Linked DNA regions of Mus musculus: regions 2, 3, 4, 5, 6 and 7 are each linked to region 1. Evidence: chromatin contacts called from public HiCAR-type, HiChIP or PLAC-seq, Micro-C and promoter capture Hi-C data. All regions are on one chromosome and are shown on one strand. The core of a region is the stretch at or near the end of the contact, and the rest is flanking DNA. Distances in the headings are between cores, read along the strand shown. Region 1 holds the start of Yy1 (YY1 transcription factor). Region 2 holds the start of Eif5 (eukaryotic translation initiation factor 5). Region 3 holds the start of Cdc42bpb (CDC42 binding protein kinase beta). Region 4 holds the start of Traf3 (TNF receptor-associated factor 3). Region 5 overlaps Rcor1 (REST corepressor 1). Region 6 holds the start of Ankrd9 (ankyrin repeat domain 9). Region 7 holds the start of Cinp (cyclin-dependent kinase 2 interacting protein).

Evidence for each region. Promoter capture Hi-C pulls out the DNA fragments that hold promoters and counts their contacts. A called contact is a pair of places that touch in the nucleus more often than the background predicts. HiCAR-type assays count read pairs that join an accessible place to other places. HiChIP or PLAC-seq counts read pairs in DNA pulled down with a chosen protein or histone mark.
Region 2: a contact with region 1 is called in a promoter capture Hi-C map of pre-B cells, with 5 times the contacts expected there. The contact joins the promoter of Eif5 here to the promoter of Yy1 in region 1. A contact is called at or near these places in 2 of 39 promoter capture datasets (hippocampal neurons and pre-B cells) and 1 of 115 datasets of contacts at active chromatin or transcription factors (thymic regulatory T cells).
Region 3: a contact with region 1 is called in a promoter capture Hi-C map of hippocampal neurons, with 4 times the contacts expected there. The contact joins the promoter of Cdc42bpb here to the promoter of Yy1 in region 1. A contact is called at or near these places in 3 of 39 promoter capture datasets (3T3-L1-derived adipocytes, cranial neural crest and hippocampal neurons).
Region 4: a contact with region 1 is called in a Micro-C map of embryonic stem cells, with 4 times the contacts expected there. The contact joins the promoter of Traf3 here to the promoter of Yy1 in region 1. A contact is called at or near these places in 1 of 39 promoter capture datasets (pre-B cells), 1 of 484 Hi-C or Micro-C datasets (embryonic stem cells) and 1 of 115 datasets of contacts at active chromatin or transcription factors (embryonic stem cells).
Region 5: a contact with region 1 is called in an H3K27ac HiChIP or PLAC-seq map of large pre-B cells, with 3 times the contacts expected there. The contact joins the enhancer-like site here to the promoter of Yy1 in region 1. A contact is called at or near these places in 4 of 39 promoter capture datasets (the 3T3-L1 cell line, 3T3-L1-derived adipocytes, hippocampal neurons and 1 more), 1 of 484 Hi-C or Micro-C datasets (muscle stem cells) and 1 of 115 datasets of contacts at active chromatin or transcription factors (large pre-B cells).
Region 6: an H3K27ac HiChIP or PLAC-seq map of extraembryonic endoderm stem cells shows a contact between it and region 1, with 6 times the contacts expected there. The contact joins the promoter of Ankrd9 here to the promoter of Yy1 in region 1. A contact is called at or near these places in 2 of 115 datasets of contacts at active chromatin or transcription factors (embryonic forebrain and extraembryonic endoderm stem cells).
Region 7: a contact with region 1 is called in a HiCAR-type map of astrocytes, with 6 times the contacts expected there. The contact joins the promoter of Cinp here to the promoter of Yy1 in region 1. A contact is called at or near these places in 3 of 39 promoter capture datasets (cranial neural crest, frontonasal cranial neural crest and hippocampal neurons) and 5 of 115 datasets of contacts at active chromatin or transcription factors (astrocytes, embryonic stem cells, large pre-B cells and 2 more).

What each region holds. Positions count from the first base shown.
Region 1 is chr12:108,791,790-108,794,849 of GRCm38.p6, reverse strand. It overlaps Yy1 (YY1 transcription factor), which reads right to left and starts at 1,553. Exons shown (of 5, transcript NM_009537.4): 1 at 759-1,553. The coding sequence starts at 1,437.
Region 2 is chr12:111,536,676-111,539,735 of GRCm38.p6, reverse strand. It overlaps Eif5 (eukaryotic translation initiation factor 5), which reads right to left and starts at 1,635. Exons shown (of 12, transcript NM_173363.5): 1 at 1,497-1,635; 2 at 1,188-1,381; 3 at 49-328. The coding sequence starts at 120.
Region 3 is chr12:111,376,078-111,379,137 of GRCm38.p6, reverse strand. It overlaps Cdc42bpb (CDC42 binding protein kinase beta), which reads left to right and starts at 1,420. Exons shown (of 37, transcript NM_183016.2): 1 at 1,420-2,041. The coding sequence starts at 1,867.
Region 4 is chr12:111,164,872-111,167,931 of GRCm38.p6, reverse strand. It overlaps Traf3 (TNF receptor-associated factor 3), which reads right to left and starts at 1,562. Exons shown (of 12, transcript NM_011632.3): 1 at 1,330-1,562. The region is part of intron 2 of 4930595D18Rik (RIKEN cDNA 4930595D18 gene); the gene reads left to right.
Region 5 is chr12:111,048,329-111,051,388 of GRCm38.p6, reverse strand. All of the region lies in intron 2 of Rcor1 (REST corepressor 1), which reads right to left. Among named protein-coding and RNA genes, the nearest start is that of Rcor1, 10 kb to the right of the region's middle. Within about 2 kb of position 1,663, at least 16 of the 459 cell types and tissues checked have an H3K27ac peak or open chromatin away from gene starts, as enhancers often do.
Region 6 is chr12:110,977,595-110,980,654 of GRCm38.p6, reverse strand. It overlaps Ankrd9 (ankyrin repeat domain 9), which reads left to right and starts at 1,615. Exons shown (of 3, transcript NM_175207.5): 1 at 1,615-1,815; 2 at 2,528-2,707.
Region 7 is chr12:110,887,693-110,890,752 of GRCm38.p6, reverse strand. Cinp (cyclin-dependent kinase 2 interacting protein) reads left to right here and starts at 1,608. Exons shown (of 5, transcript NM_026048.4): 1 at 1,608-1,687. The coding sequence starts at 1,681. Tecpr2 (tectonin beta-propeller repeat containing 2) reads right to left here and starts at 1,489. Exons shown (of 20, transcript NM_001289510.1): 1 at 1,427-1,489.

The DNA of each region.
Region 1 (3,060 bases), core at 304-2,803:
TTGGCAAATATCCTAAGCTGTGTAAACCAGCCCAGTCTGTCTGCATAGGGCCCACGACTTAAAAAACAAAATTCACAACGCGTAAAGGCCGCTGAAATGCTGTGGCTCTTCCTTCCCCTAACTCCCGTTCTAGGTCGATCAGGCGAGGAGCGCGTTGGCAGCGCGGGTGACAGGTTCCAACGGCCGCCGAACCCGCACACGAGCGCCCTACGTGCCACCCAAGTCCCGCCCCGCAGCGGCGACGGCCTGGGCCAGCGTGACCGCGGGGCAGCTGCGGCGGGGCTATGCGCCGCCCGCTCCGGGAAGGGCTTCGGGGAGACGCTTCGCGTCCGAGGGGGCCGAGCTGAGCGGAGCCGAGCGGGGCGGGGCCCCGACAGCCCCCGGGGGACGGCGGGGGAGCGGCGCGCGTCCGCCCTGCGCCACGGCCCTGTCAACGCCCGGCGGGTGGTCCGGCGCGGGGCGGCGCCCTCAACCGGCCCCGCCGCACGTCCGTTGGCTCGGGCGTGGAGGGGCGCTGGCCCCTCCCTCCCCGCCCGCCGCCCCAGCCCGCTTCCGCTCGCACAAACTACGCCATTGCGGCCTAGCCGGGCGCCGCCCCTCCCCCGCGCCGCCATCTTCGCGGCCCGCCGCCCCCGCCATCTTTTGGGGCCGCCATACTTGCCCGGGCGGAGAAGATGGCGGCGCCCATCACACACATAAAACATGGCTTCCCTTCAAAACAAAAACATCCCGAGCGGCGGCGCGCCGCCTGCACTCACCCGAGGACCACATGGTGACCGAGAACTCGCCCTCCAGGGTCTTGATCTGCACCTGCTTCTGCTCCCACTTCTTATTCCCCGGGTCGGCGCCGCCGCCGCCCGCCGCGCCGGCCCCGCCGCCCAGGTAACTCTTCTTGCCGCTCTTCTTGCCGCCGCCCTTCTTCACGCGACCGCCGCCCGACGAGGCCCCGCCGCCGCTCTTGCCGGCCGCCGCCACGGTGACCAGCGTCTGCTCTATGTAGTCGTCGTCGCCGCCGGCCGGCGCGGGCACCGGGATGAGGATCTGGTCCTCGAAGCCGTCCTCGGCGCGCAGCCCGTCCGAGTCGTCCCCGCCGACCACCTCCTCGCGCGTCTGCACCAGGATCACCTCCTGGTGGTGGTGCACTTGGGTCGGGTCGTCCGTCACCAGCGGCTGCAGCGCGATCATGGGCGGGTGGTGGTGGTGGTGGTGGTGGTGGTGATGGTGGTGGCCGGCGTGCCCGTGGCCGCCCCCGCCGCCGCCGTGGTCGCCGCCGCCGCCGTCCTCGTCGTCGTCGTCCTCCTCCTCCTCCTCGCCCACCACCGTGGTCTCGATGGTCTCCACCGGGATGGTCTCCACCTCGATCTCATGCAGCTCCACGATCTCGGCCGGCATCTCCGAGCCGTCCGTGGCGATGTAGAGGGTGTCGCCCGAGGCCATGGCTGAGGGCTCCGCCGCCACGGCCGCCGCGGCAGGCGGCCTCGGCTCCTGGGCTGCGGGAGGGAGGGCGGGCGGGCGAGGAGGCGGCCGGCCGTGGGGAAGGAAGGCAGAGGGAGGAAGGCAGCGGGCGGGCGGGGGGAGAGGGGGCGGGCGGCGGGGGAAGGGGCGGGCGCGGCGGCCGCGGGGCTTCCCCGCCTCCCGAGATCGGTGCGCCCCGCGCTGGCTCGCTCGCTCGCTCGGCCGCTGCCTGTCCTGCTTCCCCGCCTGCCTTCGCCTCGCCTCGGCTGCCTGCCCTGGCTGTGGCCGCGCCTCCTCCCGCCCTCCGGGCCGGCGTTACGCTGCCCCCTGCCTCCTGCGCCTCCGCCTCCTTCCACACAAATACCAACTCCTCAACCCCGAGCCCAGATCTCGCCGCCGCCGCCGCCGCCACACTCTGCTCCGGCTCGGCCTCGCGAGACTTCCGCGGGGCTCTCGGCCCCGCCCCGTCCCCGATTCCCCACTCGCTGTTCCGGCTCTCGCTCCTCCCTCGCTACCAATCGCAGGGCCCCTCGAGGCGCCGGGGCCCCGCCTACTCCCAACCAGGGTCCTCCCGATTGGGGGGGCCCCCGCTGGGGTAGGGGGCGTGGCGGCCCGCACGCGCGCTGGCTGGCCCCCCCGGCGCGTGACGTCAGCTCCGCGCCGCCGTCGCCTTACGGCGCTCGGCGTCGCGCGAACCCCGGCGTCCGCGGTGCAACAGTGACAAAAGTGCCGCTCCGGGGCCCCAGTCGCTGACAGGAGTGGGGCGTCGGCGCTGCGCCTTACGCCTCGGGAGCCGGCGAACTTTCCGCGCGACCCAGGCGCACGGTAACGAGCTGGGGTGAAGGGGGGCGCGCGCCTGGGGCTGGCGTGCTGCCGGCGGGGCGTGCGACCGGCGGCCGCGTGGCCGCAATAAAGTCTGCTCTGACGAGAAACGCCTGTGCTTGATTTTTGGTTTCCCGTTCGTTTTGCCTTTACTCGTTACTCGGGGTCTCGTGCGGTAGCGGCACGGACGGCGTAGCCGACCGTGTGCTGCCACGGGCTCTTTGGTCGCGTGCCGGTGGGCGGCGCGCGAAGGCGACCGCGGCAAGCGGAAGCGGCGCGCGCAGCCTAGGGTTCACCGTTGGAAGTGTGTCCGTTATTCTTTTATGACCCGCGGAAACCGGAGACCCAGCCGTTGGGTGCCTGTTGGAACGAAGGGTCTGGCTGCTCCTGTCGAGCGACTCCACTATTGTAGCTTTCTGAAAACTCCCTTCTATCTTTGAATAACTTGACACAGGCTTCGCCTATTCCTCGCTCATAAACATTCCTTTTGCCGAAAAGGACTATTTAAAAATATTCCTTTTAAATAGTCTTTGCATTTAGCTCTTTGAAAATTCCATGTCTTTTGTGATTTCCCTATTATAAGTAACAGCTTAGGTTTTCCTTGTTCAAATCATCAAATTGCTTAAGATACATTGTAGTGAAGTGTTTCTTCTGTGCTTCCTTTCGATAGACCAGGTGTGGTTTAAAGCAACATAAAGTTAGATTGCCTTTTTTTTTTCCAAGAACCGAAAATTTGAGCCAAGTGTATCTTATTTGTTTCTTAGATTTAACGGTCAGCTTCAT
Region 2 (3,060 bases), core at 386-2,885, 2.7 Mb before region 1:
TCAAGAGTGTGCGGACCAACAGGCTACTAAAATAAAAACCAGCATTACCTTAGCAATCAAACGGGGCATCTTGTAGCGATAGAACTGGTCTGACACGCTGCGGTTGACGTTGACAGACATTTTGGCTTATTAGTGACTTTATCAATAAGATGAAGAGATCTTTGATTGCAACTTTTTGGTATCTTCTGTCTGGAGAAGAAGGGATGACATAAACGACTGCAAGAGTTCTCGGTCTCTGACATGAAAAAATTTTCGCCACTGAGGCTGTAAGCTTCTTGCTTGTATGCTATGTTTCCCCAATACAGGTACCAATGGCTGCGCAACAGCTCTGAAAGAGAAAAGGAGAAAACACACAACAACCCTACAGGTTTAGCATCACTCCTCCCCGGGACAACTTCCCGTCCCCGAGTCCCTCACACAACTAACACTCCGAGCTCTAACAGCCCGAGTCCTTGTGAGAAAACAGCTGACATCCCCATGTAACAAAGCACAACTCCAGGAACCCAGGAGGCCACCATTTTGACACGGGTTGTGACTGGCAGGGAAACTGCTCGAAACGAGGAGGACAACACGGAACACAAACCCTGCTCCCTCAGCCGCCGGGAGATTGTCACATCAAAGGCCACCGGCGAGTCATGGGTTGCCCCGGCCGAGCGACAGCGTTGTAACTGCCGAAAAGGGGATCCGGGCCCTTTCTCTCCCTCACTTCAGGCCCGGGGGCCACCAACTTCGCCGATGGCGCCTCCCCCGGCTGCCATCGTGGTAAAACGGGAAACGTCGAGCCGGACCTGCCAACCGCCGAGGGGCGGCTTCGGCGACTCCGGGGGCTTCAGGGCGGCAAGTCCAGGCTGGGAGCCATTGGCTCCGTCGGAGCACGAGGACCACGGCCGAAGCCGCGCCCGGGCTCCCTCCCCTCGCTCCCTCGGCGCACGGCCGACCTTCGCCCTCGTCCCCATGGCTACGCGACGGTCGCAGCCCGTCGCCCGGCCTCCCCCTTCCGGCGGCCGGCGGGGCAGAGGTGCGGCCTCCCTGAGTCACAAACGCGCCCCGGGCCTGACTCAGCCACGGCGCGCGCGCGGGCGCGCTCCCGCACGGCCCGGCCCCCCCCAAACTGCGCCACACGCGCGGCGGGTCACGCGGCCGCGCCGCCATCTTGCCGCCGCCATGGCCCGCCGCCCGCGACTCACCGTTTTCGTCAAATAAAGACATAAACCCAACGCGGCTCGCCCGGGACTGGGAGGAAGAGGCGCTGGAAACCGGGTCCGGAGCGGCGGGGCCGGCGGCGAGCGGAGGGGCGGCTGGGCAGGTGCCGCCGCCGAGCAGCGGGAGGGACTGTCCCAGCGACGTCCGCGTCCACACCAGCAGCGCCGAGCCTGGCGACCTGGCGGGGACAAGGCAGTGAGCGGCGGGCGGCGCCTGCCCCCGCCGGCGGCCCGCGGGGTGGAGGGGCGGGAGCGCAGGGCAGGGGCGCGGGCCACCGCCCCCCGCGGACTCACCTCTGGAATGTTCTCGCTCTGACTGAACAACGCCGCCGCCGCGCTCAAGCTACCCTCGGCCCCGGAGCCCGCCCCTTGTACCGGGCAGCCACCGCTTATTGGCCGCAGGCCCTCCCAACTTCTCTTGTCATTGGCTCGCATGCACGTCGATCTCACGCTTCTCCGCCCTCCACTTCCTGGGGCTCCACTCGTGGTCTCGGCCCGCCTCCTGCCTGTCCCAGCTTCCTTCCCTTCCCTTCCCCCCCCCAACTCCGTCCTTCCCAGAGGCCTTCGCGGTCTCGCGATAGCCCGGCTCGCTCTGAGTTTATGCGTTCAGGCACTATGGCGCCTGCCTAGTCCTCTCTCGGGGCGGGGCCGGGCCGGCTATGTCCACGGTGCTTCTCTGTGGGCCACGCGTGATCTAACTGCTCATCTGGACCGCGCCAGGAGGCTCCCGACACTGCGGCTCCCCTTGCCTCTTTCCCACCACCCTTCCTGCTGCCTGGCCCGTGCCTGTCATCCCATATGGTGCCTCTCCCTGAGCTCGGGGAGCCAAGCCGCCGCCGAGCCGAGACTCCGCGGTTGTGGCTCTGAGGTTTCCCACGATAGAAACCTTTTTTTGTGTAGCTTGGGTCCCCGCGCAACTTAGGGTGGTCTCGACCCCAGTCAGGTCCGGCTGTGCCTCGAGGTTTGGCCATCCCCCCGCCTCGGGGCTCAGTCGCCACGTAGGGCCACCCCGTCCAGCCCAGCCCGGTCTGTAAAGGCCAGGCTGGTTGGTGACTGTGACTCCCTGCAGGTGCACCCGAGGAGGCAACAGTGTTTTATTTACTAACAATTTATGTTCGGAAGAGGAGCCCGGACTTTTTCTTTCCTAGACACTCTTCCATTATTTAAAAGAAAAAAAAAACTTCTTTTTTTGGTAAAAGTTTCGACTGAGAGTTGAAATCATCCCAGAGTCCAACTAATAATATAGAAATACCTGTTCCACCTTCCCAGGGCTTCTGAGAGCAGCAGCCTGGCTTAGTCAGCAGCTGCCTGGTTTCCTGGATGGGGAGAAAGAGCAGTGTTGTGGAAGAAGGGCTGCCCTTTGTTCTACGCCAGTAGAATTTGTAACAAGGTTAAAATGGAAAGATCAATTTTATTTTGCCCAAATCCAAGGTTATTTCCCCATGACTTAAAAGCTCTGTAAAGCTAATTGACCATGTCCGTGAGGGAGACTAAAGACAAGATGCAGAACTGAAAGATTTGTGTCTCTTCTGTAGCTTTTATTTCACAGTCCATGGCTCTACAGTTTTTACGGCTCTGTGCTTATCCAGGTTCCCCCTCGTTAAAGTGGAAAGATCTCAGGCAGTGCCTCTGTGAGCCATGGATCATGACTTGGCAGTATTGGAAAAGATTGAGTTTTTGCTTGGCTGAACTCAAATGGCAATATTTTAGAAACTCTCAGAAAAGGGTGTGAAACCAGTCCGAGGTAAGAGGCTTGTCTCACAAAAGTATTTTTGGTAACACTATACAAAGTGGTCTTTTCTGTATGTTCGATGGCCTGATGTTTAACTTCATTTTAAAAGTTTGTAGGAGCCAGGGG
Region 3 (3,060 bases), core at 171-2,670, 2.6 Mb before region 1:
CATGTGCCACCACGCAAGTATACTCACTGTTTCAAGTTCAAAGGAAGCTTACAGAGTACACCTGGGTCTGATCTGTCCCAGGGGTGGACGGCGTCCTAAAAGGCAGTGCGGAAACAGATCTGGGATGAGCAGACGCACTGAAGGCAGTTGGGTTGGGCACCTCAGACTGGTACCGGGGTGCAAGGGCAAAGTCCTAATTTGGAGGGATTAAATAGTCCAGCAGCATGCAATCAGAGAAGGGACTCAGAGTTGTCCGTTGGGAGTGGCTGGAAGTGTGACAGGGCCAGCCAAAGAAGACACTCTCGTGGGCAAGCTTACGGGACAAAGAAAAAGCAAGAGGGCTGTCAAGGAAAAAAAAATGCAGTTGGCTGCTCAGACTTTAGTTTTGGGTAGGATGATTCTCTTGGGCTTTAATTTTTAAGTTTAAACAACTGGGCATCACACACATGCAGTAACTCGTGAATATACTTTATATGTGTATAGATTCCTTCACAATAATAAAGATCTGACAAGGGTTCGCTCTATCCAACCTACAATACCGGGCTATTTTGCCTGCGTCTTAAAAACTAAGTTAGATACACACACATACTGACGCGCGTGAATTTTGAGGGCAGTTTGGAGGCTTATGTGTGTGCTTCGTAACCCCAACCAAGTCATACATCATTCCCAGCAGGCAGGGACTCTTCAGTCGCTTCCTGCTGGAGTCGCCATTCGGCTTTCCACCCTGCGCTTTGCCTCAGGCTCCTCTCAGCTTCCGGCTTCCAAACCCCACCTGCCCCGCCTCTGCTGCACCACAAGCCCCCATTCTTTTGAAGCAACCTTGGGGTCCACAAAGGGCTCCTCCTCTGCGGAGGTTGGGGATGTCATAAGGGATGTTTTACATCAACCTTCTGAGCCGTCCAACTGAGTGAAAGCGGCGACTCGCCTGGAGACAACAGTCTACTCCCCACCAGGTCGACACCCTAATAATCAGTCACGGGGTAGACTCTGAACCGATGAGACAGGGCACTGCGCATCCCCAGCGGCGCGTGCCCAGTGGGGAGCGCGCGTCCAGCGGACCCCGGAGCCTCCCGGCAGGTGCCCCGCCCGCGTCTCCCGTGCGCACTGGGACCCAGAGCACTGTCGGTTCACAGCTCAGACGAGCTCAACCGAAACCCAGCAGTAATGACCCGGGGGTCGCGCCGGACAGCTGCCTCGCTAGGCCACGAGGGTCGGTCCCGAGGATCGGGAACAGAGCCGAACTATGGGACCCAGGGCGCACACAGCGCGGCTGGGCGCCCCGCCCGCGCTCCTGTGCGCGTGCGCCACCCGCAATCTCGGTTTCGCACTGGGTACCCCGCCCCACACCGTCCCTACGGCGAACCGCGAGGCCCAAAGAGCGGAGGATCGCCGCGGGCCGAGGGCGGGGCGTCGCGCTGAGGTCAGCGCGGCGGCGATCGGCCCCGCGGTGGTTGGCTGCGCCGCGCTGGCCGCGCCCTGGTTGGCTTGCAGGTCGCGGGCTGGGCGGCTGGCCGGGCTGAGGTCGGGGCTCGGGCGCCGGCCGGGTGTACGCGGTGCTGGGCTCCGCCGCGGTCCGGGTCGGTGACGGCGCGCGCGAGGGCGCGGCCAGGCGCCGAGGGCGGGGACGGCGTGCGGGCGGCGCCTAGGGGAGGAGACCGGCCCATGGACCCGCGGGGCCCGGTGCCCCAGACTCGGTGCCGCCGGGACGGAGCCCAAGATGTCGGCCTAGGCCGGGCTGCGACGACAAGGACTGTGCGGCTACTGGACGCCGGGGTGCGCGGCCGCCGGGCCGGGGAGTGCTGGCTCTGACGCCGGGGCGCACGGACGGAGAGAGGCCGGCGCGTGGGGAGCGGGCCGCGCGGCACCATGTCGGCCAAGGTGCGGCTCAAGAAGCTGGAGCAGCTGCTCCTGGACGGGCCGTGGCGCAACGATAGCGCCCTGAGCGTGGAGACGCTGCTGGACGTGCTGGTGTGCCTTTACACCGAGTGCAGCCACTCGGCGCTGCGCCGCGACAAGTATGTGGCGGAGTTCCTCGAGTGGGGTGAGTAAGGTGCCGCTCGCCCCCCTGCGCCTCTCACTGCTCGCACCCGCGCCGGGCCTCCCTGGTTCTGCGCTCCGGAGCCACATCCTCCGTTTGCACTCCCCCCACTCCCGGCCATCGCCCTGGCCGCTTCCTAGACCCACCCTCCCAGTCTGGATATCATTTCCTGCAGCGCTCCCTGGGATATCCGCCCTGCCCCCGCCCCGGACTAGCCTTTGGGGTCCAGAGTCGAGCCTGGAGCTACCCCTCCTAGCCCTAGACTCTACCGGGTGGGAGGGCAGCCTCTGTGCCTTTTGCACCTCCTCACCACCCGCCCCTGCTCGGTGGGCCTTCCGAAGGCTTCGTTCCACAGCCCAGCCCCTAGGACTCCACCCAGGTGACAGCCTGTCCACCTCCCCTTGATGTCCACGGCTTGAATATCCCTTTCTTTTAGCACGTCCGAGCAGTTTTTAACTGTTAAAGGTTTTATATAAAATACAAGAACCCTCCCCCAACACCCCCAACCCCCGACTCCCTAATTGTAACCGTGTCAGACTGGTGATATTTCGGGGTGTGTGTGACAGCTAGAACTGTCACTTAAAAACTTATACATCTGATCTTGGGTATTCGGTTCATCTAGGGATCTAATGCAGTAATCATAGATCGGATGATCTATTGTGCTTTATTAGGACGAATGCTTGATTAAGTCATTCATTGACAGTTCTCAAGACAGGCTACAGTGTAAGGTTTCAACCAACCCGGACAGTAATTTCCCCTTAAGACCCTCAGTTCCCTCACAAGGACTAAGGAGGAGGAAGTGTGATTTAGGTTCAGGTCCAGCTCTGTAAATCTTGTCCTTGGTTGCTTTCGTCATTGGGCTAAGACTGTGCAGTTTGAACCAGTCATTTCTAATCTTCCGGACAGATAAGGTTGATATTTACAGGAGGAAACAAATGTGTTCCACATGCAGGCCTCCTCCTCTAACCGAAATCTAGAGCTGTGTGTAGAACTTCATTGTCCCTCAGTTTTAGAGGGCTTCT
Region 4 (3,060 bases), core at 313-2,812, 2.4 Mb before region 1:
GACTCCTGTGATAAATTTCCCAGTTTTCAATTTGCTCTGGCCAAAGAATTTTCACCTTCAGACTAGTTCTTAATATATAAGATGTCACAATATGGCGAAAAGGGAAACATTTCCTCTCCTTTAAGTAAAGGATGGCTGTACACTATTTTGCTAAACACCCTACAATGATGCAGTATTTTCAACAGGCCATTTTCCAAGATCTGAAAAACACCAGAAGGTTTTAAGAGCTGACTGAGGGTTCCCCTGAACAATTTCTACATATAAGCATTTTACACACAATACAAAACAGCATTTCTAAAGATTTCACTTGTGTATCTAGTCACAGAAATGCTACCAAAAAAAAAAAAATTATGGCTCCTCTTCAGTTGTATGCTGTGAATGTAAATTAAGATGACAATACAACACTCGATAAACCCTTTAAGACTCCACAAAAAAAGAGCATACTTACAAATGTGTGTACGTAACACACACACACACCCTTCTATTTCATTCTCAAAACTGAGTCAAAGCTCAGTACAAAAGCCGTGAAAATAAAATCAGTTCCTTCAACCGATCATTAATCTGAATGCTTCTTCGATTTCAGAGCACGTCCACAACACTTCACCCATTTGCATGTTGTTGCCGTTTTAAATTAAAGGTAAAGAATTGTCCACGCAGAATTCTCTCTAAAGGTCTAATCCTGATACCCGGGTCCCCAACCGGTGGTGATGACAGTGTAGAAACGTGGCGAAACGTACATGAGCCATAGCCTGGCGCCTCCAAAACCTGCAAGCCCCGCGGCAAGGATCGTTTTAATGGCTCGCCCGTGGGGAGCCCACTCTGACCTTTGGTGTTAATCGAAGGTGGAAGGTGTGCATTCGGCCCCAGCTGGATCCCAGAACCGCCTGCCTTCCAGCCTCTCTGCAGCTCTCCGACTATGAATCAGTCATTCATCTGCAGAGCAATGACTCAGTATAAACTTTTAAATAATGGCTCAAAAACCCACCTCCACCAGCCAGGGCGAGCACGCTCATCTATGCGGGCACCCTGTCTCCGCCGCTCCGCACCGCGCCAAAGCCCCGGGCCTCGGAGATGCTGACGGCTCGGCACCCCTCGGGGCGGGCACCCAGGGCTCGAGGCCTGCCTGCCCCGTCTGCCCGGAGCGCCGGCGCCTCGGGCCCGGAGCTGGCCGCACACACAAAGTTTCCAAAGTTGGGGCGGCGGGCGGGCCGCACCGCAGACGGTGAGGCGGCCGGGCCTGGCAGCGAAGGACCCGCCGGGCCCGGGGCCGCCGCCGGGATGGAGCCGCCCGCCGCCCCGCCGCCCGCCGCCCCCGGCCCGCGACCTTACCCCGAGGCCCGCCCGTTCGGCCGGCTCAGGGGCGCCGCGCGCATCCTCCGCCGCCTTCTGCAGCGTCCAGCTCCCCGGGCAGCCCCATGTCGGGGGGCGGGGAAGGGCCGGCGGCCGCCGCCGCCGCCGCCGGCTGGAAAGTCCCTGCTGGGCTGCAACCCGGCTCGCGCACGCGGCGGCCGCCGGCCGCGCCGCCTCACGCACCCTCGCGCTGGCACTTCCTCTCGCGCGCTGGAAATCCCCGCGGGCCGCCTGGGCGCGCGCCCCAGCGCGCCCGCCCCCGCCGCCCGCGCGCGCCTCCCCGCCCCCCCCCTCATCCCCTTCGGCTGGCGCGCGCCCGCGCCCGTTGCTAGGGACCCTCGGCCCCGCGCTCGCCGCCGGCCTTAGCAACGGCGGCGCGCGCCCCAGGCCCTCAGGGCCCTGGCCCCTCCGCGCGCGCGCGCGCGCCCTCGCGCCCCGCCCGCGTCCCGGTCTTTCCGGGTCAAAAAGCCAGTCGAGCGGAGGGGAAGCAAGGAAGGTTCCTCGCCTTGCCACCTCGACGGGCGGCCCAACAGTCTCGCCTACTCGGGCACTCAGGTCCTTGCACCTGTAGAAGACACTCACTCGCGGGCGCCCATTGACACGCGTGCAGAGTTCGTTCCTAGTGTCTCCTGTCCAAGAACACACATCTTCACCGACAGAGTTCACAGGCAGGCGGGCAGGTCTCACAGTCCACATTAGCACACAGCCATGCCACCCTCACACATGCCCCTCGTATGCTCACAGGCGGGTCTGGTACCATCTGACCCAGCTCTAGGGGTTTAGCAGAGTCCTCCTCGGCTCCCTACATACCCACCCGAAGTGGATCTGCCCTGTGTGGACAGGGTGGCCAATTTGTCCTGGGTACTTCTCTAAGCCAGGGACACCCATTTCTCCAGCAGCTTCATCTTGCTGTCTCATGGTCACAGGGCCCCACCAGATGTCCCTACTGCCATGGCAAGATGGGAGCAAATGGGGGTCTATCCTTACAAAGTTCAGACACTTGAGCAAAGAGGCCATGATTGTTTCCAAGTCATCTGGAAGCTCACACATCCCTTCTCAATAAAGTTTGTCGGATCCTAGGCTGGAACGGAGACCAGTGTGACCAGGCTGCGCAGGAAGTCCAGCATCTTCTGTCCAGCTTACCTCATGGAATGTTCTAGAAGCCTGGATAGTCTGACAGGACATCTCTGAATGCAGTAGCCCAACAGGTGCCTGTTCGAGAGCCCACATAGGCCTTGCTAGCCAGGCTCAGCTAGGCCAGTGGCGCCCTCATCTGGGCCACAGGCCACAGTTCTGAGTTCAGAGTCAGGTCAGATCCAGGGTTCCCCAAGGCAACAGTGCTAGAACGACAGTCCCATCTATGAGGACCCTGGAGCTCACTATTAGCCCCTTTCCCCTCGTGGGTGTCTTTAATGGCCCGGAATGCTCAGAGTGCCCCTGCCTTCTTTAACCGTGTTCTCAGACCTCTACTGTTCGACCCCAGCCCTGTCCAGGGCACCTTTCTCACACGCCTTTCACGGCACAAGGAAAACTGCCCAAATCCAGAAAGGCTTCCTTCTCTAGGCTGCACTATTTGGACTCTTTTCAAATAAGCCACCAGGCAGAAGGTACAAAGACCTGTGCGTGGGGCTTCCTATGGCTGCGTGGCTCCTTTTATTCTCTGCCAAAGCACTAGTAAGCCTTCTTCAGAATGAGTGGGTAGAGTCCAGC
Region 5 (3,060 bases), core at 414-2,913, 2.3 Mb before region 1:
GTCACCAAGCTGATGTTTCTCATGCATCTACTTCCATCATTTACATGAAACTCAGCCATTGCAATGAAACATGCCTGTGATCCCAGCACCTCAGAGGCTGAATACAGAGCGCTAGAGGCAAACCTGAGCCCTACAGCAAGGCTCTGCTTTTAAGTAAACAGCCAGGAAGTGGTGGCGCACGCCTTTAATCCTGGCACTCAGGAAACAGAGGCAGGCAGATTTCTAAGTTTGAGGACAACTTGGTATATAGAGTAAGTTCCATGCAGCCAGGGTTACAGAGAAACCCTGTCACATACATACATACATACATACATACATACATACAGTCCAGCCATTTAGGTCACAAGGACAGAACTAATCTATGGATGCAGCCAAACACTGCTGCCAAATGTTTTCCTTAAAGATGTTTCTGGATTAACACTGGTCTAAATTCTTTCTGTTAATGATTATGTTGCTAATAAGCTCTTCCCTCCCTTTTTGTTTTTTGTTTTTCTTGAGACAGGATGTCTATGTATAGCCCTAACTGTCCTGGAACTCAGAGATCCACCTGCCTCTCTCTGCCTCCCGAGTGGTGGGATTAAAGAGATAGGATGAGGGTTAGGCCCTACCCCATTCTTAATGAAGTCTCTTAAAGCTAATGACAATTTAAGACTGGGTTAATAAGGTACTGAATATTTTCAGACTAAACCATAACTTAACTAAATTACTTAGTATTTGGGTATCTGAATACAGGAAATGAAGACAATAACTTTCCCTGGTGTAACTTTGGGAAGGGTTAAGTAATCTAATGGTGTTCAAACAATCCTGGAATAAATAAATACTAACTGATCTGGCAATGCCAGGTCACTCTTGGCAATCTCCTGTTCAAGTTCTATCTCCTGAGCCACACACTCCCCTTCTCTTACATACCAGTGGCAAATGCCCAAGGCAGCTGGATTTAGTTAAACTCACAGCACTTTAACCCCTTCTGAGAAAATAGCTGGCAATTCCAGAAAAGCCTTCACTTTAACCATTAATGAGCTACTGTAACTGCTTGCTAGGCAGGCACTAGACCAGAACTTCGCATCTGGCACAGTAATCTGGGCCAACCAGTTAATAGCAACCAACATAAGCCGAAGAGGATTAGCTCTGAAAATACCCAAAAGTCTCAATTCTTGGAGATATGAACCTCAGAAACGGGGAGTCTACAGTGACATATTTACAGGGGCTATGCACCAACACCAGTCTTTTGAGTACAAACCCCAATCAAGAAATATTTATTCCTTCCTAATCAAAGAAATTAAAATCCTTCCCCTACAGTCAATATTAAAAACAAAAACTATATATGTAACTCTAATAAAAAACTAATAATCAAATACATAACTTTATAAACTTTAAAATGCTCAATATTGAAAACAAAAGCTATATATACAATACTAACAGGAGATTAATAACCAAATACATGAACTTAAACTGTTAAGATGGGTGTGGGGGAGACACTGGCATATTCATAATGGCGGCATACCTTAGAAATCCAGCTCTTGAGGCAAGAGGATAGGTTCACAGTCAGCTTAGTCTAGATTTAAGATATTACTTTTTAAAAAGAGCCACCAAAGAAGGTCACAGTGGCTCGCACATACATAGAACAATACTAGGAGGCAAAGGAGAACTGTCACCAGCCAGCCTGGGCTACGCAGCTGGTTCCCAGTCTGCCAATACAATACAGCACAAGCCTGTTTCAAAACATAACATACAAGTTTGGCACAGTGCCTCACACCTTCAATCCAAACACTCAGGAGACAGGAAGCAGATCTCTGTGAGTTCAAAGCCAGCCTATGCCAGCCAGGGCTACATGATGAGACCCTGTCTCCAAAAATGTAATCAATTAAAACATACAACACAATGAAAATGAAAGAAAATGACCAATATACAGAAAACAGCAAAGGTGGGTTGGTCAGGTGGCCCACCAGGTAGAACAACTTGCTGTATGTGACACCAGAACCCACCCAAGAAGAATCAGAGTTGTCTTCTTGCCTCTACACTTGACAGGATTTCTCTGTGTAGCCCAGGCTGTCCTGGAACTCACTCTATAGACCAGTCTGTCCTCGAACTCAGAAATCCACCTGCCTCTGCCTCCCAAGTGCTGGGATTAAAGGTGTGAGCCACCACGCCTGGCCTCTTTTTTTTTTTTCTCTACAGTCTTTCTGTCTGTCTGTCTGTCTGTCTTTCTTTCTTTCTTTCTCTCTCTCCCTCCCTCTCTCTCTCTCTCTCTCTCTCTCTCTCTCACACACACACACACACACACACACACACACACACAAATAAAAATGAAAAAACAAAAGTTACACTGATTAAAGCAAATAGAAAGAAAAACCTAGAAGAGAGGTCATAAAGACGGGTCCACAGCTGAGAGCACCCACTGCGGAGGCCCCAGGTCTCCAGGGCCCACGGGGTTGGTCACAACCATCTGTAACTCCAGCTACAGCTGTATCTGGTGTCCTCTTCTGGCCCCCATGGGCACCCACACAGCATGGTAATACACACGCAGGGAAAACACACACACATGTAAAGAAAAGCTTTGAAGTAAAAAAGATACCCAATCTTAGAAATACAATAATTTGAAAAATGCAAAATAAAATACAAAGGACCATGTTTCAAAAGTTAGTAAATCTATGTCAGCCAGAAACATCTTTAAGGTTTAAAGAGTATCCATTTTGCTGGGCGTGGTGGCACACGCCTTTAATCCCAGCACTGGGGAGGCAGAGGCACGTGGATTTCTGAGTTCGAGGCCAGCCTGGGTTACAGAGTGAGTTCCAGGACAGCCAGGGCTACACAGAGAAACCCTGTCTCGAAAAAAACAAACAAACAAAAGAGTATGTATCCATCTTTAACAGCAGCACATGGGAGAAGGGCAGCTAGACCTGAGGCTGGCAAGCCCTACAGAATGAGTCCCAGGCCAGCCATGGCTATATAGTGAAACTGTCTCTTAGCACTTGAAAGACTGAAACAGAAACTGTCACAAACTCAAGGACAACCTGGTACGCCCACACTCCTACTTAGGAGACAGAGAGCAGAATCAAA
Region 6 (3,060 bases), core at 366-2,865, 2.2 Mb before region 1:
TCTGACACAATGACTTTCCAAAGACCACTTAAGTTTCCCCTTCAACTAGCTGAAACAACTAGCCCAGTGAGGTTGAACACCGCGTAGATTCTTGGACTTCCCATTCACAGCTGCCCATTGTTGGGTTAGTTGGACTACAGACTAAGTCATTATAATAAATTCCCTTAATATATAGAGACATTGCATAAATTCTGTGATTCTAGAGAACCCTGACTAATACAGGTGAAGAATAACAGGAAGTCTCCATGTGTGCACGTGTGTATGTGCGTGTGTGTACACGTATGCCTGCTTAAGTCTACTCAAAGGAGCCAGGTGAGAGAGACTCCAGCTTAAAGTCCCTTAGCCCCTGCTGGCACAGAGGAGCCAAGAGGGTTGAAGGCTGTATACACATTTGCTCTGAGGTAGGGGAGGGGAGGTTGCTTTGAAGGTGCTAGCTGTCTGCTGGACAGAGGCAGGAGGAAGGGCTTGGATGGAGGCTGCAGGAACCCTTGGCCCTAACTGAGCCTCTAAGGGCATTGTGGAAAAGAAACTGGCCGTGCCTGTGAATGGAGTTTGGAACTATTTCATCAGGGGGATCCTTGCCTCTGGTAAGGTGGGGTGAGAGTCCCAAGGTCCAGGCGTGGCAGCTTTCATCTGTGCATTTGGAATGGACTTGGCACTCCCACACCCCTGATGAAGTCAGGGGCTCCCTCAGGCTCTAGGGTCAGCCATGGGAAGGCTAGAACATGCTCCCAGTTCTGCCTGAGTGAAAAACAGCCCCAAAGTGTACCTTTCTTTGGACAACCGACTCTCTCTCTCTATCTCTCTGTGTGTGTGTGTTTTGAGATAGGGTTTCTCTGTAGTCCTGGCTGTCTTGGAACTTGCTTTCTAGACCAGGTTGGCCTTCAGTTCAGAGATCCACCTGCCTCTGCCTTCTGAGTGCGGGGATTAAAGATATGTGCCAACTCACACTGGACTTAAATAACTATCTACCTCATAGCAGGCATCATAATTCTGCCCCCCCCCCTTTTCTCCTGTGTTAGTGGTAAAGTCAAAGTGAAAGAAAGCGTTTAGCCCAGAAGACGACACAATAGGCACTATAAACAGCTCTTATACACGCATGCATCCATGCCTTTCTTTTGAGATTGGAGCCGAGGCTAGCCATGCCAGGGCGTTGGCAGGGCAGAGCAAGGTTCAATAGTTTAAGGGCTCAGTCCTATTCTAGGCCTTCCCACACGCAGATGGGGTAACAGCTGGATGTTTCCCCAAGGTCAGTGAGGGTCAGAGCAAGGGAAGCCCAGAGCAGGACTCTTGCAGCAGCCGCAAGCGCAAGCCAGGGAGCCTATTCTTGTGTGCAGTCTAGGACCGCACAGATCCAGCTCCAGGAGCCTGCCGGGACTCGCCCCGCCTCCATCACGTCCCGCCCTCCAAGCTCTGCCCGGTGCCCGGCATCTCTCACCACCCCTCCCCACCCCGCCACCTCGGGGCCCTCAAGTTTCTCCGAAGTTTTCCGCGGGTCCCTCTGAGAGTCCCGCCCCCTGGCCCGTGACGCAACAATGGTGCAGCGCGACGACCAATGGGTAGCGGCGGGGGCCGGCGGCGTGAGCCAATGGCGGCGGCGGCCCGTCCCGCGGTCCTGCCCGGCCCCGGCCGCACTGCGCCGCCCGCCGCCCTCCCCTCGGCGGCACCAGCACCGGCATCGGGAGACGGTGTCGCGGCGGCTCAGAGTGCAGCGGGCGCTGCCTCCGCTCCCGGCGTCGTGGGATCTCTGTCTGCTCGCCCGTGCATGGACGGCGCGCGCTCCGGCCCGCCGCAGGGACAGGGTCGCGCGGCTTGGTGAGTCGCCTGCCCCGAGCGCCCCGGTGCGCAGGTGCAGCCCCTGATCCTGGCCACCGGCCCGCAGACACTCGGGCGCGCCCCGGGAGGGGTCAGGGAGGATCTGGCCGGCGGCCCAAGCTCCAGTCACAGAGCCGCGGCCGTGACTCTGCCCAGTGACGTGGGGCGGCCGAACTTTACGTAACCCGCCCGGCACCCCACGCGTGCCCACACAGTGCATCTGGGGCGCAGGGGGCCCAGGTTCCGGGAGGAGCTGCAGTCATGCCAATCCCCTCAGAGGGGCGTCTGCCGCAGCCCACTCTATAGTGCTCACCTCTGTAACCCAGTTAATGGTCATGACACTGTGGACGAGGCCCTCTGGCTGTCCCAGGTCCCTTGTAACCTAGAGCTTACCCTTGCTGGAGGCAGTAGGGCTCTTGGGCAGGGAGACCAAGGGTGAATGGCCAGGGCTCAGGTTTGAGGCTTGGGACCCAAGGTGGAGGTAGGGTTTTTAAACTGGGGTCTGCAGTGTATGGAACGGCCCTCAAACAGAACGCAGGAGACCTAGGCTCTTGTCCTGGCTCAGCCTGACTTGGTGACTGACCTTGGACTAGCTTGTCCCCCGTTGAAAAGTGAGATGGCAGTATCGGCCTCATGTGGATGGACCTCGAGAGGACTGCAGGTGGTGTATGCTCCAATCCCCCCACTGACTTCACCTTTTCCCTCCTCCCAGGAGCTCCTTCCTGATGGGCAGGAAAATTGTTTGTGGATAAAAGAGCCAGAGCCACTTTCCAACTCTGGCTGCGGGCGGGCGCACTGCCAGCCCTGGGCCACCACTTTCTTGTTGATGAGGTTTGGTGTGTTAGAGTGAATACCTGCATCTACAGAACCCAGGGCCGCCTGCAGGAACCAGGTAGGTCTAAGTGAATAATCTCCACGACCCTCCTGGAAAGAAGTTTGAGTAGTCTCTTGGGGTCAGGGTAGAAGTAGAGTTGGGGCTGGATTTGGGGGTGTGAGGGTGATTTGGGCTCAACTTGTGCTGTGAGCCTGAGTCTTCTGCGATGTCCCATGGGTTCCTCTTTATTTGCAGTTGGAAGGACCTGGCTCAGGTGTGAAAGGAGCGCTTTTTGAAGGTTCCAGGGCTGCAGAGGGTTGGCACACGGAAGGCTCCAGCAGATCCAGCCTTCTCTAGCACAGGCAAGAGAGGAAGTGCAGGTGCAGAAATTCAAGAATGGTTCTGGGTCCAGGAGAGAATAGAGCTGGGGG
Region 7 (3,060 bases), core at 359-2,858, 2.1 Mb before region 1:
GCAGCTAACTTCCAGGGCATCTGATACCCTCTTCTGACCTCAGTAGGCACTTCACACACGTGGGTACACAAAAACACATGGAGGCAAGACATCCATTCACATAAAACACGATTTTTAAAAGTTACGGGGTGGGGGGGGGGAGTGAACCCCTGAAGGACTTTATTTCATTTTACCCATCCATGATTCCCAAACCAGACGGGATTCTCAGGTTTGAAATCTCAAGAGCTAGACTCCAACCTTCCTGAGGGAGTGACTAGGTGTGAAGTGTAAGCATACACCCCTAGGGCCTGGCCCAGCAACTGGCATGAGGGAAGTCTAGTAAACACTCAATGAATGAACAAACACGGGCTGTAAGTCAGGTTGCAAAAACAAACAAAATGATCACAGGTATATCAGCATTACAGCTGGGTGCGAGTAGGTACAAAAAGTGTAACAGCTTCGAAGACAAGGACTCTCTGGCGATAAGAGACTAGAGCAACTTCATACCTAGGACCTGATTTCCCACAACTCCCTGCTCCAAAAGTTTTCAAAACCTTGGCTGCAAATGATCATTCCAGTCAACGACAAAACGATACACCTCACATGCTGCCAACAAATGGAACAGAAAAATACCTGAATATCGGTGAGAAAGAAAGGAAGCACAAAGGGTAGGAAAGAAAAGTAAAGACGGAGATGGAAAGAAATGGGAAACCAGAGACTTAAGGGACTAGAGGAAAAAGCAGCGAAGCCCACAGAGCCGTGTGGGTGACAGCAGAGACTAACCTTGATCATATTCAGTCAGACCCTGGACGGTCGGCTGTGCATGCATGCACTGACCCATTTAATCCTCCACTATCCCAAGATAAAAACTTATCATTTTACGGATGACGAAACTGAAGCTAGGAAGTTGACACTTGCTCCAGTAAACGGGTAGGAAGGGGAAGCGCAATGACCTGACCCCGAGTCTGACCCAGGGTCACCCCATTCACTGTCCATTCCGCCTCGGGGGCCACACCGGGAGGCATTCGGTATCCATTTAACCAACCCTTACTCAACTCCTACTGGGCGGCCAAGCCAGCGGCAATGTAAGGGATCCAGCTGAGGATCGGGGGGACAGAACAGAACGCAATGTCAATCTCCAGGCTGAGGAGCCTGGAGCCGGCCGCGAGAGGGATGCAGGGTGGGGCAGGAGGGGAGGAGCGAGGGGAGCCGGGACGCCAGGGCGGCCCGGGGCGGTGTGCGAACGCTGCGACGCCCGGTGCTCTGCACAGACTCCGGCTGACAGATGCGCCGCGTGCGGCGGCTGCCAGGGGGACGGCGACGCGGCTGTGGAGACGCTGAGGGGCTGAGACAGGGGAAGGCGGCTCTGCCAGGGGGAGGAAAGGCGAGGGGCGGCGTCGGGGACGTCGGAGGCGTCCGGCACCCGCCCGCGCGCTCCCGAACTCACCTCCCGCGGCAGCCCCTCAGGACACCTCAGCCCCGCCAACCCGGAGGAGGCGGGATGGACTCCGGGCCGCAGGGGCTGCTGGGAGCCTGTTGCCTAGGCAACGGGTTAGGCCTCAGAGAGTAGCAGTGACTCCGCGGAGGGCTAGAGCGGCAGAGCCACAAGTGTGGGCGGGCCCAAGGACGGAAGTGACGTCACTTCCTCAGTTCGCAGGCGGGTTTTTGGGTCTTCTCAGGAATCTACCTGTGGGCCGCCGCATGGAAGGTGCGTGACAGTGCTGTGTTTCCCTAGTTGTGGGGGCTGCAGGTCGTGGACGTGGTCATGAGGGGTGGGAGGGTGGGTGGGGGAGGTCATGAGTCCGCGCGCGACGTGACATGCAGGGCGCGCCTGGACCTCGTGGGCTGCCGGGAGCCTTGTTCATTACGGTGTGAGTGTCGTCTGAGTGCGGTGATGTGCGTGAAGTGTCAGTGGTGTGACGCTCAGAGCATCCCTGAGCACATTGGAGCCAAGCCTGACGTGCCAGCCCCTCGGAGAACCCTTCCCTAAACTCCGGCATTCAGTAAGACGGGCCGTGGAGCTTGCAGTGTGTAATAAAGGCTGTCTCTGTCGGTTCGTGTCGCATGGGTCAGTGCGTTAGCGTATGGCTTGCTGAGTCCCGTTTTGCTTTGGTAGCTTACAAGAGGTAAGCAGCTAAACTGCTGTGCCTCTCTCTCTACCAGCTGCCCTGCGACTCACATTACTGACATCTCCCCATTTGTCTCTGAGTGTCTAGAAGTCAGAGCTGTGCTTTTGGTTCCTAAGTGGGTCCGGCAAACTTAGTCAGCCGTGATCCTCACCCTTAGGGACCCCTACCGAAGAAGGACGAATGTAATGCAGGAGGTGAGAGCAGTTCCTCCATGGAGCCCGTTTGATTCTCAATCAGCTGTGTGTGCAAGTTATGGGAGGGAACAAGACATAACTCCTACTGTGGTTGAACTCAGTCCTGCGGAGAAAATAGAATTAAGAAATAGAAGAAATTGACTCACTAGGGGATGTGATGACAGCCAACGAATAGGAGATAATATGTCTACTGCAGTGACTCGTAATGCAACCAGGGGTGGAAGTGGGGGCGGCGGCGGCGGGGGTTGGGGGGGGAGAGTCCAGGAAGACTTCTTGATGGAAATAACTGTTCAACTTGCTTCCTGTTGCCATGGTAAAATACCGTCACCAAAAAGCATCTTGGGAAGGAAAGGGTTTATTTGTCTTACCCTTCCAGGTCCCAATCCATCTATGAAGGAACTCGGTAGGAACCCAAGCAGAACCAGAGGCAGGAGCCATGAAGAATAGCTGCTTACTGGCTTGCTTTTTCCTAGGATTTTCTTCTCCGTGTATAATACCTACATTTATGTAAACGTACCATGTGTCAGCTGTATCCACAGGGGCCAGAAGAGGACATGGTATCTTCTGGAATAGGAATCTCAGCTGATTGTAAGCCTCTTTTGGGTGCTAGGTCCGCAGAGCCATCTCCAGCCCCTCAGATCGTTTCTTACACAGCCCAGGACCAATTGCCCAAGGGCTGCGGCACCACAGAGAGTTAGGCCCTTGTACATCATTCACCATGCAGACATCCTCACGAACAGTTGTTACACTGTGGTTCT